3 separate regions of the Mus musculus genome follow, and all the other regions are linked to region 3. Evidence: chromatin contacts called from public promoter capture Hi-C data. All regions are on one chromosome and are shown on one strand. The core of a region is the stretch at or near the end of the contact, and the rest is flanking DNA. Distances in the headings are between cores, read along the strand shown.

What was found. Capture Hi-C pulls out chosen DNA fragments and counts their contacts.
Region 1: a promoter capture Hi-C map of liver shows a contact between it and region 3. The contact joins the promoter of Bcl2l12 here to the promoter of Ntf5 in region 3. A contact is called at or near these places in 4 of 39 promoter capture datasets (cranial neural crest, hippocampal neurons, liver and 1 more), 3 of 115 datasets of contacts at active chromatin or transcription factors (acute myeloid leukemia, large pre-B cells and pancreatic cancer cells) and 3 of 9 other capture datasets (adipose tissue, liver and macrophages).
Region 2: a promoter capture Hi-C map of adipose tissue shows a contact between it and region 3. The contact joins the promoter of Sult2b1 here to the promoter of Ntf5 in region 3. A contact is called at or near these places in 1 of 39 promoter capture datasets (liver), 1 of 115 datasets of contacts at active chromatin or transcription factors (pancreatic cancer cells) and 1 of 9 other capture datasets (adipose tissue).

What each region holds. Positions count from the first base shown.
Region 1 is chr7:44,995,350-44,999,495 of GRCm38.p6, reverse strand. It overlaps Bcl2l12 (BCL2-like 12 (proline rich)), which reads left to right and starts at 1,917. Exons shown (of 7, transcript NM_029410.3): 1 at 1,917-2,033; 2 at 2,504-2,618; 3 at 2,810-2,952. The coding sequence starts at 2,512. It overlaps Irf3 (interferon regulatory factor 3), which reads right to left and starts at 1,848. Exons shown (of 8, transcript NM_016849.4): 1 at 1,588-1,848; 2 at 619-791. The coding sequence starts at 783.
Region 2 is chr7:45,740,455-45,744,284 of GRCm38.p6, reverse strand. It overlaps Sult2b1 (sulfotransferase family, cytosolic, 2B, member 1), which reads left to right and starts at 1,807. Exons shown (of 6, transcript NM_001360784.1): 1 at 1,807-2,231. The coding sequence starts at 1,925. It overlaps Gm31597 (a long non-coding RNA gene), which reads right to left and starts at 2,323. Exons shown (of 3, transcript XR_391433.4): 1 at 2,154-2,323.
Region 3 is chr7:45,411,285-45,415,492 of GRCm38.p6, reverse strand. It overlaps Ntf5 (neurotrophin 5), which reads right to left and starts at 1,798. Exons shown (of 3, transcript NM_198190.1): 1 at 1,705-1,798; 2 at 639-762; 3 at 1-58. The coding sequence starts at 47. It overlaps Kcna7 (potassium voltage-gated channel, shaker-related subfamily, member 7), which reads right to left. Exons shown (of 2, transcript NM_010596.2): 2 at 4,111-4,208.

The DNA.
Region 1 (4,146 bases), core at 668-3,167, 420 kb after region 3:
TCTCAACTCTTAAGGCTTAAGGGTTCTAAAATCAAGAGCCCACTCCTAAAGATTTCCCGCCCTCTAAAACAGCTGTTCTCAACTATCCTAATGCGGTTCCTCGTGTTGCAGTGATCCCCCAGCCCCAAAATTATTTGTATTGCTATTACATAACTGTAGTTTTGTTAGAAGTCAAAATACTTATTTTTCAATGAAACGGTCATTCAACCCCCAAAGGGGTCGCGTCCCAGGGACTGAGAACCATTGCTCCAGAACGTTTCTTAAGAAACGCAACCTAGGGCTGGTGAGATGGCTCAGTGGGTAAGAGCACCCGACTGCTCTTCCAAAGGTCCAGAGTTCAAATCCCAGCAACCACATGGTGGCTCACAACCATCCGTAACAAGATCTGACTCCCTCTTCTGGTGTGTCTGAAGACAGCTACAGTGTACTTACATAAAATAATAAATAAATCTTTAAAAAAAAAAAAAAAAAAAAAAAAAAAAAGAAACGCAACCTGGCTTTCAGGATTCTGTTCCTAGAATCTGCCAATCAATTCCCGTCTGTCCCTCCAGTCCTATCCCACCCCCTGCCCTGGTCCAGCCACACCCAGAAATGCGTCTGAAATCTTTCCCCCAGCACCTGGAAGATGCCAAAGTCAGCCATCTGTGCGTCCTGCCGTAGGCCATGCTTCCACGGGATCCTGAACCTCGTTCGGCTCTCGTCCAGCCAGGCCACGCCTTCCAGCTGCCCCAGGTCCAGCTGTGACACCAGCCAGGGCAAAATCCGCGGTTTCGGGGTTTCCATGCTCTAGCCTGCGCACCACAGGACAGTTCCTGAGCCTGTCTGTCACGGGGCAAATGCACTCAAACCTCTCCGACCCGCCACAACACAGGTCTTCCTTCACCATTGTGTACAAACGGGAAACTCCTTCCCACCTTTCCAAATCCAACGGGACCGCCTCTCCTACCCCCCAGAGTCTTCTATATGAACTCTACCCATAGGTTCCTTCCCTTTTCTAAATGTAAACTCCTATTATCCAAAGCTGGCACCCTATTTCAAGAGTGGAGTCCTCTTTCCCTCGTCTTTAAAGGATCCTAACTGCTCTCACAACCGCCTCACCCTTGCAGAAAACCCTTACTCATTTCCAGAGTCTTTTCCCAGGTGCTGTCGCTTCTTCTGTTTTTTTGTTTTTTGTTCCTATATTGTTTTTACGGATGTTTGAGACAGGGTCTTAGTATGTAGCATAGGCTGTCCTTGAACTTGCTATGTAGCCAAGGCTGGTCTTCAACTCACTCTGTGGCCCTGGCTGGCCTCGAATGCACTCTGTAACCCAGGCTACCCTCAAACTTATTCAGTAGCTCAGGCTGGTCTTCAAATCGCTTAACCCATGTTGGTCTGGCGCTCATTCTGTCGTCCAGCCTGGCCTGGAGCTCACTGGCCTTGAACTTACAGCAATCTTTACTGCCTCCAGCCTGGATGCTGAGACTGCAGGCTTCCGTCTACAACGCGTGGCCATTCTGCTTTTCGGTAGCCGAGCTTCTGAGCGACAGGTTTGCCCGATCCTGCGCCCTGAGGCCGCCACCCTCCCGGCTCTTCCGCGTTACCTACCAGGGGAGGAATTGGGCGCCCGTGCGGCGCGGGTGCCAGCAGTGGTTTTGGGGCTCCCAAACAGTAGTTCTGAGACTCGCAGCCACGCAACCCCCTTCTTTGTCAGCTAAGCCTCCGAGCGCTGGGACTTCCTTTTCTAACGATATTTTGAGATATAAAAAGTTTTTCTCAACATTGACGAAATAAAGTCAAGAAATCCCGGAGCGCACTTCGGCTTAGCAGGCCTAACTCCCTCAAATGCCCTTTTTTGGCCTTCCGCCTACAGGCATGCTGGGAACGCCATATGCAAATGACCGCAAAAGAAGGCTCCACCCCTTCGACGTTGGGGCGGTTGCCGTGTCGGCCCAGTGCGCAGGCGTGGGAAAGTTGAACTTCCGAAGTAAAAGTTTGTAGAAATTGTGAGAAAGCGTGTACGCCAGTGCGACGGGGACACAACCGCGAGCCAGGTGAGCTGGGTGCCAGGGAGGGGACAGGGTTGCAGGAAAGGCCACAGCCAGTCCTGCCAAGCTGTGACTTCCAAGCACCCGGGGTCTCCCGGTGCACGCCAGAGGTAAAATTGGAACTACATCTCCCAGCAGACTGCTCGGTGAAAAGTGGGGAAATCGGACCAGCGTTTGCCGCAAAGCATACTAGGATTAGTAGTTCCCTATTCTCTACGGTCTTCGAGCCTTCTTTGGCGCTGCTAGCTGAGAGGGAACTCCAAACCCCCTTCCCGCTCCTTCCTGCAAGAGTTCAAGCACTCATTTACCTCCTTTCTTAGACTCAGTAATTCAGACCGTTTCTCCTCAACTGAATCAACTGCCCCACTGGCCCTTAAAAACCACCTTTTCCTTGGAGTTAGGCGCCCTCTTCATTCAGTGATTCAGAAGTTTGAGTTATCCCTGCACTTGGGTGCATCCTCTGTCTTCTGCCTCAGGTACCCCCATGGCCGGCTCTGAAGAGTTGGGTCTCCGAGAGGACACACTGAAGGTTCTGACGGCCTTCCTTAAGCGCGGTGAAGTCGCTGGGTCCCCTGTCCCAACTCCACCCAGGTGAGTTCCACTCCCCCAGCGTCAGCCTTTGATGGGAAGATCTTCCTGAGTCTTGTGGTCCAAACCTATCTACTCCCATCAGACCTAACTCCATGTGCCTGGGCTGAGTTTCAAGAGTGATCTTCCATGAAAGGATGAAGGGATCACTTGCCCAGACCCCTTCGGGATAACTCCGAGGTTCTTGTCCCTAGGAGTCCTGCCCAAGAGGAGACAACAGATTTCCTGAGCCGCCTCCGAAGATGCCTCCCTTGTCCCCTGGGGAGAGGAGCTCCCCCCACGGAGTCCTCTAGGCCCCACTTCCTTCCCCTCCGCCCCTGCTATGGTTCCGAGCCTGGTAAGAGATTTATTCAGGTCACTTGTGAAACTTTCAGGGCTAGGAGTTTTGGTTCCAAAAAATCCAGACAGGACCCATTATAAAGTCAACACGGTTCAGCTTCAGCACAAGCCATAACCATTTCAAGTCTTTGTCACACCTCTTTCTAGCGGGTAAGTGTAAGTGTTTGTGCTTGGATAGGAGGTACCCTGGGGCTCCAAAGCCCGGGAAGCATGCAGCTCTGAAGGGAGAAGGGGTCCCAGTGCAAGGGATGCCTGAGACTGGGGGCCCAAGAGCCACACAGCGCTGAGGTGGGACGTGTCCCGATGGAGGGGTATCCTGAGACATGGGGGCCAGGACCCTTACAGCTTTGAGAGGAAGTCTCCTCAGCAGAGGCATTGTGGCTCCCAAGGGAGTAGAGCCTCAGCACCGCTCCACTTCTTTGCTTCCTGGCTTCTTCCGATGAGAGAGTCACACCAGGCAGAAAATCTCATGAAAGAGATTTGTTGGAGAGTCCAGAGTGGAGTGAGGACACCATGGCTGGCCGCCCTCTGCTCCTGGGATCAGACAGCAGGGAATTGGACAAAGGATGGGGCTTATCTGGGACTTCTTAGAGGGTGGCTTCTCAGGGCAGAGATGTCCAGCTTGGGAAGCTTGGGGCCTGGCAGCTTTTGCCATTGCCTTTCCCCTGCAGTGGGCCGGCCCATGGGTTAGGATGAGAAGTCAGTCCTCCTTGGTTGCAGGCCGTTTTGGCTGAGGTGCCATCTCTGCGGTGCTGCTCAGGGAGGATGGAGATGCTGCTACCACTGTGGACGCCCCCTGCAGTCGTGTTTCACCAAGGCTGTATGCTGAGGGGATGTCGTGGTACCACCATTTTGACAGCTCCTGCTTGGTTCCTAGGCTAGGGCTGGAAGGAAGGGCTGGCTAGCCCTTTGATGGATTTTGGGGTGCACTGCTTAAGGGCTACAGTAAAAGGATCGTTGAGACATAATCACATTTGCTGGAGCCCTCCTGCCTCAGCCTACTTCATACTGAAATCACAGGCATGCACAATAAAGTGGAGCCCCAGCTTAGACTTCTACAGAGCAATTCCGTGGTTGACCCGGGAGAGGTGCTTTGGCACCGTCCTCGGGTGATTTATCTTTTTTCCTTTTTGGGTGCTTCTCTGGCTCTTCTTGTAGCTCCAGTACCCCAGCACAAGAGACTGGAAGTGTA
Region 2 (3,830 bases), core at 558-3,057, 330 kb before region 3:
CCAGGTTAGACAGAGCCCCGAGTGCTTTACAAAATGCTACAAGGTAGCAGGCATTATATCCATCTATACACCAGAAAACCCAAGGCACAGAGAGCATCCCACAGTGAGCGTTCCTAAATGCCTTCTCCTCCATGTGTCTGAGTTTTACCTCAAAACCAAACTCTCGTTGTCAGCATTGTCATTACTGCTGTTCTAGGGCCTAGTGACACACCATACAGCCATGCCCATCCCTCACTGGGGAGTTCTAGGCAGAGGCTCTACCACTGAGCCACGTCGCCTGCCCCTCATTGGGTGTACAGGCTGGTTTTGTGTCAACTTGACACAGGCTGGAGTTATCACAGAAAAAGGAGCTTCAGTTGAGGAAATGCCTCCATGAGATCATGAGATCCAACGGTAAGACATTTTCTCAATTAGTGATCAAGGGGGGGGGGGCTGTGGGTGGTGCCATCTCTGGGCTGGTAGTCTTGGATTCTATAAGAAAGCAAGCTAAGCAAGCCAGGGGAAGCAAGCCAGTAAGTAATATCCCTCCATGGCCTCTGCATCAGCTCCTGCTCCCTGACCTGCTTGAGTTCCAGTCCTGACTTCCTTTAGTGATGAACAGCAATGTAGAAGTGTAAGCTGGAATGGGGATTCTAGGTAGGGGCTCTACCACTACAAACTTTCTTCTTTCTTTCTTTCTTTCTTCTTTTTTTTTTTTTTCGTTTTTCAAGACAGGGTTTCTCAGCCGGGCGTGGTGGCGCACGCCTTTAATCCCAGCACTCGGGAAGCAGAGGCAAGCAGATTTCTGAGTTCGAGGCCAGCCTGGTCTACAGAGTGAGTTCCAGGACAGCCAGGGCTACACAGAGAAACCCTGTCTTTTTTTTTTTTTTTTTCCGAGATAGGGTTTCTCTGTGTAGCCCTGGCTGTCCTGGAACTCACTCTGTAGACCAGGCTGGCCTTAAACTCAGCGATCTCCCTGACTCTGCCTGGGACTTAAAGTGTGCGCCACCACACCCCAGTGTCTTTTCCTTTTTGAGTCCAAATCTCCCTGTACTTTTGGAGTTGGCCTTTAGTTCTCTGTCCTCCTGTCTCAGCCTTTGGGAATGACCAGCGTGATGTGATCCACTGGTCTCACTCACAGAGGTCCCACCAGTCAGAGGAACGAAGCAGATGCGGCATCCAGAAGCCAGGCTGTTCTTAGGAACTTTTAGTGGGTGCGTTTCTTCAAAACAAAGCAATATGCTGTGGTTTCCTTTTCCCTCAAAACATGAAACCAAGGGTTGTAGCGTGGTGGTCGAGTGATAGCCTAATGTGTCAGCATCAAGGCTCAAGCTCCATCAGTACAAAAAAATCAGTAGATAAAATATGTGTCCCACATGAGCCTGGTGGCCCAAATCTGTCATCCTAGCTACTTAGGAGGCTGACACACAAGAATCAAAAGTTCAAGACCAGCCAGAACAGCTTAGTGAGACTCTGTCTCCAACAAATTAATAGAGGGCTGTGGGCGGGGCTCACAGTGCGGGGGGGGGGGGGATGGGGCGGGGCTCCGTAGTGGACCACTTCTTGCACCATTCTGAAAGGTCTAGGTTCAGTCTTCTCTTTGGAAACTCGGTTTCGTGGCTGCGTAAATGCGTCATGGCTTTGGGACAAACAGCTAGATCGTTTTAGCTTCTCGGTGAGTCATCGTGGGTTCTCACATGGGCTCTGCAGCGTGCAGCGTTGGCGGGGGCACCTGCCACCTTTGGCTTGGGTTCCTCGTTCGGAAAATGGCCTGATGACGTGGTGTCGCCCTCCAGGGTTGGGATGTGGAATAGACATAAGGAGAACACTTAGCTCCACTTTGCAGACATGAAGTACCCTTCCTCCTACCAGAAGCGTAGCTTTGGGCGAGTCACTCCCACCCTCCACGCTCAGCTTTCTACACCCATAGTGTGGGGGCGACAGTATGACATCACGGGACTGCTGTGGTGGAGTTGAAGTGGATCTACTCCTCAGGTGGACACACGGGGCTCAGAGAAAGGACACTCCTCACTGGCGTGTGAATGGAGGGCCCTGCGACTCTTGCCCACCTCCTTGGTCTTCTTTACACGTGCCCTTCCCCTCTTTCAGCTGGAATTTTGGAGGTGAATACTTCAGATACAAAGGTATCCCTTTTCCTGTCGGCATGTACTCACCGGAGAGCCTCAGTCTGGCTGAGAACACTAGCAACGTGCGGGACGACGACATCTTCATTGTCACCTACCCCAAATCAGGTACCGGTAGTGCTAGTCTGGGCTGGGGAGGAAGGGAGGAGAGAAGGGAGGAGGAAGGGGAGGAGCCTGCTTTGCAGAACCCGGCAGCTTGTCCTCTGCTAACAGTACCTTCCTTTGCACTGCGCACTAAGTCCCTGCTCCAGGGAGACTCTGAAGGCCTAGCTAATGTCCCCTCCCCTCTAGGGCTGCCACAGTGTCCCCAATCCTTCCCTGTCTCCCAAGCCTTCACAGCACTGAGTGCCACCAGCCGCGCATGGTTTGCTGGGTAATTTGTTCATTTTTGTTGAGAAAGGTTTTCATGTAGCCCAGGCTGGCCTTGAACCTCAGCTGGTCCTGCTGTCTCAGTGTCTCGGGTTCTGGAATGGCAGGTGTGTGCTGCTGGGCACAGTGTCACTGGGTAAACCTCTGCTTATCCACTGGAAGGTTAATCTGGCTCTCTCTGAGCGCTCTGTCTGCCCTGGCTGTTGCTTGTTCTCGGAACCGCGCGTGTCTGTGGAGGAGGTTCCTCATTTCGTGTGAATTCGCATGCAGACTACTCCACAGTCTTCACAGAGAAGGAAAGCCACTGCGCATTCTGCTTCTCTCTTTGTCGCTGTAATAGACCACCTGACCAAAAGCAACCGAAGGAAGACAGGCCCTGTGTGGCTTACACTTCCAGGCCCCAGCCTTATCACAGAGAAGCAACGCAATCAGGAACAGAAGCAGAAATCACACAGGATCCTGCTGTGACTGCCTGGCTCCTTAGAGCTTGCTCAGCTAACTCTATAAACCCCAGGCCCCTGCCCAGGAGGGGCACTGCCCTGAGTGGGCTAGGACCTTCTCTATCAATTAGCTATCAAGAGTGTGCCCCCGGGCAGCATATGTCTTTAATCTCAGCACTAAGAGGGCAGGGGCAGGTGAGTTCGAGGCCAGCCAGGGCTACATGGGGAGACAAATAGTAAATAAACAAAAAACATATTTAAACAAATAAACAATGATAAAAGAAGACAATCTATCACAAACATGTCCTCAGACCAATGGAGTCAACCCCCCAGCTCAGCTGAGATCTGGGTAATTCTGGGCTGTGCTGGCAGCTGAGGCGAACTAGGAGGGCTGGCTACATGGTGCACATCTGTAATCCCAGCATGTTGGAGGGGAAAGTAAGAGGGTCGGAGTTAAAGGTCATCCTCAGGTACAGACTGGGTTCGAGGCCAGCCTGGTCTACAGAGTGAGTTCCAGGACAGCCAGGGCTACACAGAGAAACCCTGTCTCAGAAAACCAAAATCAAGAAAAAATAAAATAACAAACAAACCAACCCAAAAAAGCCCTAACTCACCCCACCGAGTACAAGTATGAACCTTATAGATATCATGCTAAAAAAAATGGAGCCAGACACAAAAGGAATTACATGGGGCCCTTAAAATAGCCATGCTTGGTGGGGGAGGGGGGGAGCAGCTAGGGCGGTAACAGGAGTGAGATGGGGGCAGGGTGGGTGGGGCAGGGCCTACCTAAGGTGAGAAATGAGAGCATTTTTTTGTTTTGTTTTGTTTTTTTGTTTTTTGTTTTTTCAAGACAGGGTTTCTCTGTGTAGCCCTGGCTGTCCTGAAACTCACTCTGTAG
Region 3 (4,208 bases), core at 549-3,048:
AGGAGGAAGAGGAAAAGGAGGAGAGAACAGGAGTGGCGAGGGAGCATGGCTTGCACACCTGAAGAGAAAGAGGGCTGTGGTTAGAGAAGAAAGACACCTGAGTAACGGAAGTCAGGGACCCCTCCTCCTGCCCCACCCGAGGGCAGATGTTGCGTGGCAGACTATGGGAGGACCTTAGGAATACCTTATGCTCTAGAACCTGGGGATTGTTTAACTTTTAGGTTAATAATAAGTATCCAGTTAGTCTAAACAAAAAGGCAAAACTGGGTGTGGTGATGCACACCTGTAACCTCGGCAACCAGGAGGCAGAGGCAGGAAGATGGCCACAAGTTGGAGGCCTGTCCGGTTTGCACGAGTTCCACGCCAGCCAGGGCTGGACGGTCAAACCCAAGGAGAAATGCTTTCTACCGGGTCACACAGCCAAGAAGTGGCATGGGTAAGATCTGAAATCCGTGCAGTGCCACTTGGCCCTCGTGTTCCTATAACCTGGAGGAGCCCCTCGGATCCTGTCGTTCTCGTTTTTCCCTGAGTGTGAGACTGACTTGGCTGCTGGGAGATGCTGGGAGGGATATGGAGAGACTAGAACATTCTAGAAGCCGGGCCAGGACTGGAAAGCAGCAGGTGAATGAATACCAGACCTGTCAACAGCAGCACCTCCACCTCCTCACTCTGGGACTGGGGGCCCCCAGGCTGTGTGGGGCCCCTTTGTAGGATACAGGTAGTCTCCTCCCTGACATCTCAGGAGAGGGAGGGGGCAACCACCTGCGGGAGGAAGGAAACCAGTTACATAGGCAGATGGGGGAAGGGCGCGACCTCTCAAAAAAAAAAAAAAAAAAAAAAGCCACCCTTTCCAGAGTCTTTGAAAGCCTAGGGTACCCTGGAGTAGATGCCCCGCCCACCTCCAGAGGGCCCCCCTTCCCTGTGCAGGTGACAGCTTTGGAGGGATGAGAAGCAGATGGGGGGGGGGGAGCAGAGAGGAGGGGCAGGTGAGGCAACTGGAAGAGATTACATCCCCTCCTCCCGTCCTCCAGTCCTCCACTAAACGCGGCGGAGGTGGGGCTGGCCTGGACACCCGGGTCCCCGCCGGCCCACGCTCTGGGTCCCTGAGGCTGCTTCCTGGAATGTTCGCTCCTCGCAGGACAGGCCAGGGCCCGCCCAAGACTCCGACTGCGCATACCTGGAGTGTCTGGCTGGCCAGGCTCCGAGGTGGGGGAATGGGAAGTGTTGAGTGTGATCAGGGGCAGAAGTTTACCACACCATTACAGGGAGTGCGGGTGCCCGCTGCCTCCTCCCTCAGACTTTGTTCAGGTCCACAGCTGCCTCCTTCCTCAGACCCAGGGGCCCAAGGCCCCTGAACCATCCTCCCTCAGGTGACCTGGTTCCCCAGATGCCTCCTCCTGCAAACTAAGTTTCTTGGACTCCAGACGCCTCCTCCCTCAGACCCACAGGTTCTAGGGTTGCGGCCCCTCCTCCAAGGTGTTCATAAATGGAGATTCCCTGCTTCACACATCCAGGAAAATGGGGCTGGGGATCCCTATTCCTGAGTTAGGTGGAGGGGACCCGCTCCACCTCTGGGAGACTTCCGTCCTGCCTCAGTTTCCTCCGCCAAACCCCGCCCCTGTCGGCCCCGCCCCCGTCCCTCCCTACCCGGGGGCCGGGCGACCCGGACCGTGTAGTCTGCCAGAGGAGGCGAGGAGCTCTTACCTGGGGCGCCCTTCTCTGCTCCCCGGCTGCCCCTGGCGCCGCTGCGGCTCCTCCTCCGGCTCGCTGGCAGCTCGGACGCCCGCTGCTCGCCGGCTGCTCGCCGTTTGCGCTTGGGAGGGCCTGGGTCTGGGAGGAGGCGGGGCGGCGCCCGACGGCGGAGGAGGGGCGGCGGATCCCGCCTAGCACGCGCGGGCCGGCACCTTGGAAGCTCGGCCTCGACCACTTCAGCTCCAGAAGTCTAGGCTGTAACCCTCCTCCATCAGACACTGGGGTCCACACTCCGCCCCTCCTCTCTCAGACCCAGGGGTCCAGGCGCCAGCCCTCCTCCTTTAGACTCGGGTCCAGACCCCAGTCCTCCTCCCTTAGACCCAGTATTCAGAACCTCAGCCCTTCCCTTCAGACCGGGGAATTGCTATGGTGTCTAGAGCAGGTTCCCACCCTCCGCTCCTGTCTCCCTTCCTGGGTCTCCCAGCCAGACATTAGCCAGCTGGGCTTGTGCAGTGATAAGGCTCAATGCCTGGAGACAGTGACTGTCCGGGCTCCCCCACATAGTCTTCTATCCTGGAATTTCTTGGCCGGGGACCAGGAAGACTTGGTTGGAGTGGATAAGAACACTTCAAGGTAATTAGAGTGAGGAGACCATGATGGGCTTTCAGAACTGTGACCTGCCCAGCGAAACAGCAAACTGTGACCATAAGACACGGGGACAAAAACCCACCCAGAGGGCTGGAGAGATGGCTCAGCGGTTAAGAGCACTGAACTGACTGCTCTTCCAGAGGTTCTGAGTTCAATTCCCAGCAACCACATGGTGGCTCACAGCCATCTGTAATAGGATCTGATGCCCTCTTCTGGAGTGTCTGCAGACAGCTACAGTGTACTGGTATATATTAAATAAAAAATAAAATAAAATGAAATAAAATAAAATAATTTTTAAAAACCCACCCAGAGAAACAGGGCCCTAGAGGGAGGAAATCACCCCCTCAGAAAGAAAGGCAGGATGCTGGAGAGACCTCAAGCAGGGTGTCTCTGCAGCAGACAGGCTCCTTGGGTGGCAGGGCCCTTGACTCTGCCATGCCCCCACTCTGGGACTCTAGTTCCCCTAACCCTGAGCTATATTTAGGAGGAAAGCTGACACTTGCCTTGGGGGGGGGTCACCCAGCACCCATCCCCCCAACCTAAATATAGCATGGCAAAGTGGCAGGAAGGGTGTCCCCGGATTAGGGTGTTCCCCTCAAGGTGCCATCCCAGCTGGGGTGACTCAGACCCCACTCAGGTTGTTTCCTGGAGGTGGGATGGGACACTTCCTAGTCTGGGTGCCCATTTGGGTCACCCCTCTGACCTTTCATTCTTTCCTGACATGACCCGTTCCTACCAAGGGACTCCAACTCCAGTCTCTGGGCATCAAGGGAGAAGTCTATAAAGAGAGGGAAATTCTGTCTCTTGTCTTTTTTTTTTTTTTTTTTGTTTTTTTTTTTTGTTTTTTTGCGAGACAGGGTTTCTCTGTATAGCCCTGGCTATCCTGGAACTCACTTTGTAGACCAGGCTGGCCTCGAACTCAGAAATTCGCCTGCCTCTGCCTCCCGAGTGCTGGGATTAAAGGCGTGCGCCACCACGCCCGGCCTCTGTCTCTTGTCTTTATCTCTCTTCTTGCTTCTCTTTCTCCGTCTCTGTCTCTCTCTCCCTCCCTCTCTCCCTGTCTCCCTGCTCTCTGAGCTCTGCTTTTCCTTCTGCCTGGCATCTGTCTTCTCTACGGGGCATGCTCCCCCTCTGCCTCCAGCACCCCTTCCCTGTATTCTGTGATAGAGTCCGTCCGTGTCTTTGGTCCCTATGCAAATCCATCTCCATTTCTGTGCCAGTCAGTGAGTATGTTTGGGTGAAGTGCCCACCCTGAGATTCTGCCATGTTTGTCACCGTCACACTCTTGTCACTGTCCCTCCTTCCTCTCTCTTGTATAGCAATATGGGTGGTGGTGAAAGCGGCTCCTGCCACAACCTTCTCCTGGTGGCTTATGGCTTGGGTGTCTCAGAGGAGCCAAATCTTCCTGGCAGCCCCTCTAAGATGCTTCACCCTCAGGTCTTAAGCAAGAGTTCATATGACTAAAGCAGGTGATATCGTTATGAAAAATAACTCAACACTAGGCACCGATGATCAGACTTTAATAAGTTAATGCCAGTCAAACACCTTGTTAGTGATTGTAACCTCTCCTGCTCCCCAAAATGTCTCTCAGGCCCAGAAGACTCCAAAAATGTTTTCCTGGAGCTTAGGGTGATGCTGTTCCCTCCAATATCACCTTCCTCCTCTAGATGAGGCAGTCTTGCCAGATATGGTGACACCACCCCCCAGCTTTAATCCCAGCACTTGTGAAGCAGAGACAGGAAGAGCTCTGTGAATTCAAGGCCAGGCTGGTCTACGTAGTGAGTTCCAGGACAGCCAACACTACAAAGAGGGACCCTGTTTTAAGGGATAAAAACAAAGGACACAGGACCAGTGGCCTCAGGCAATAC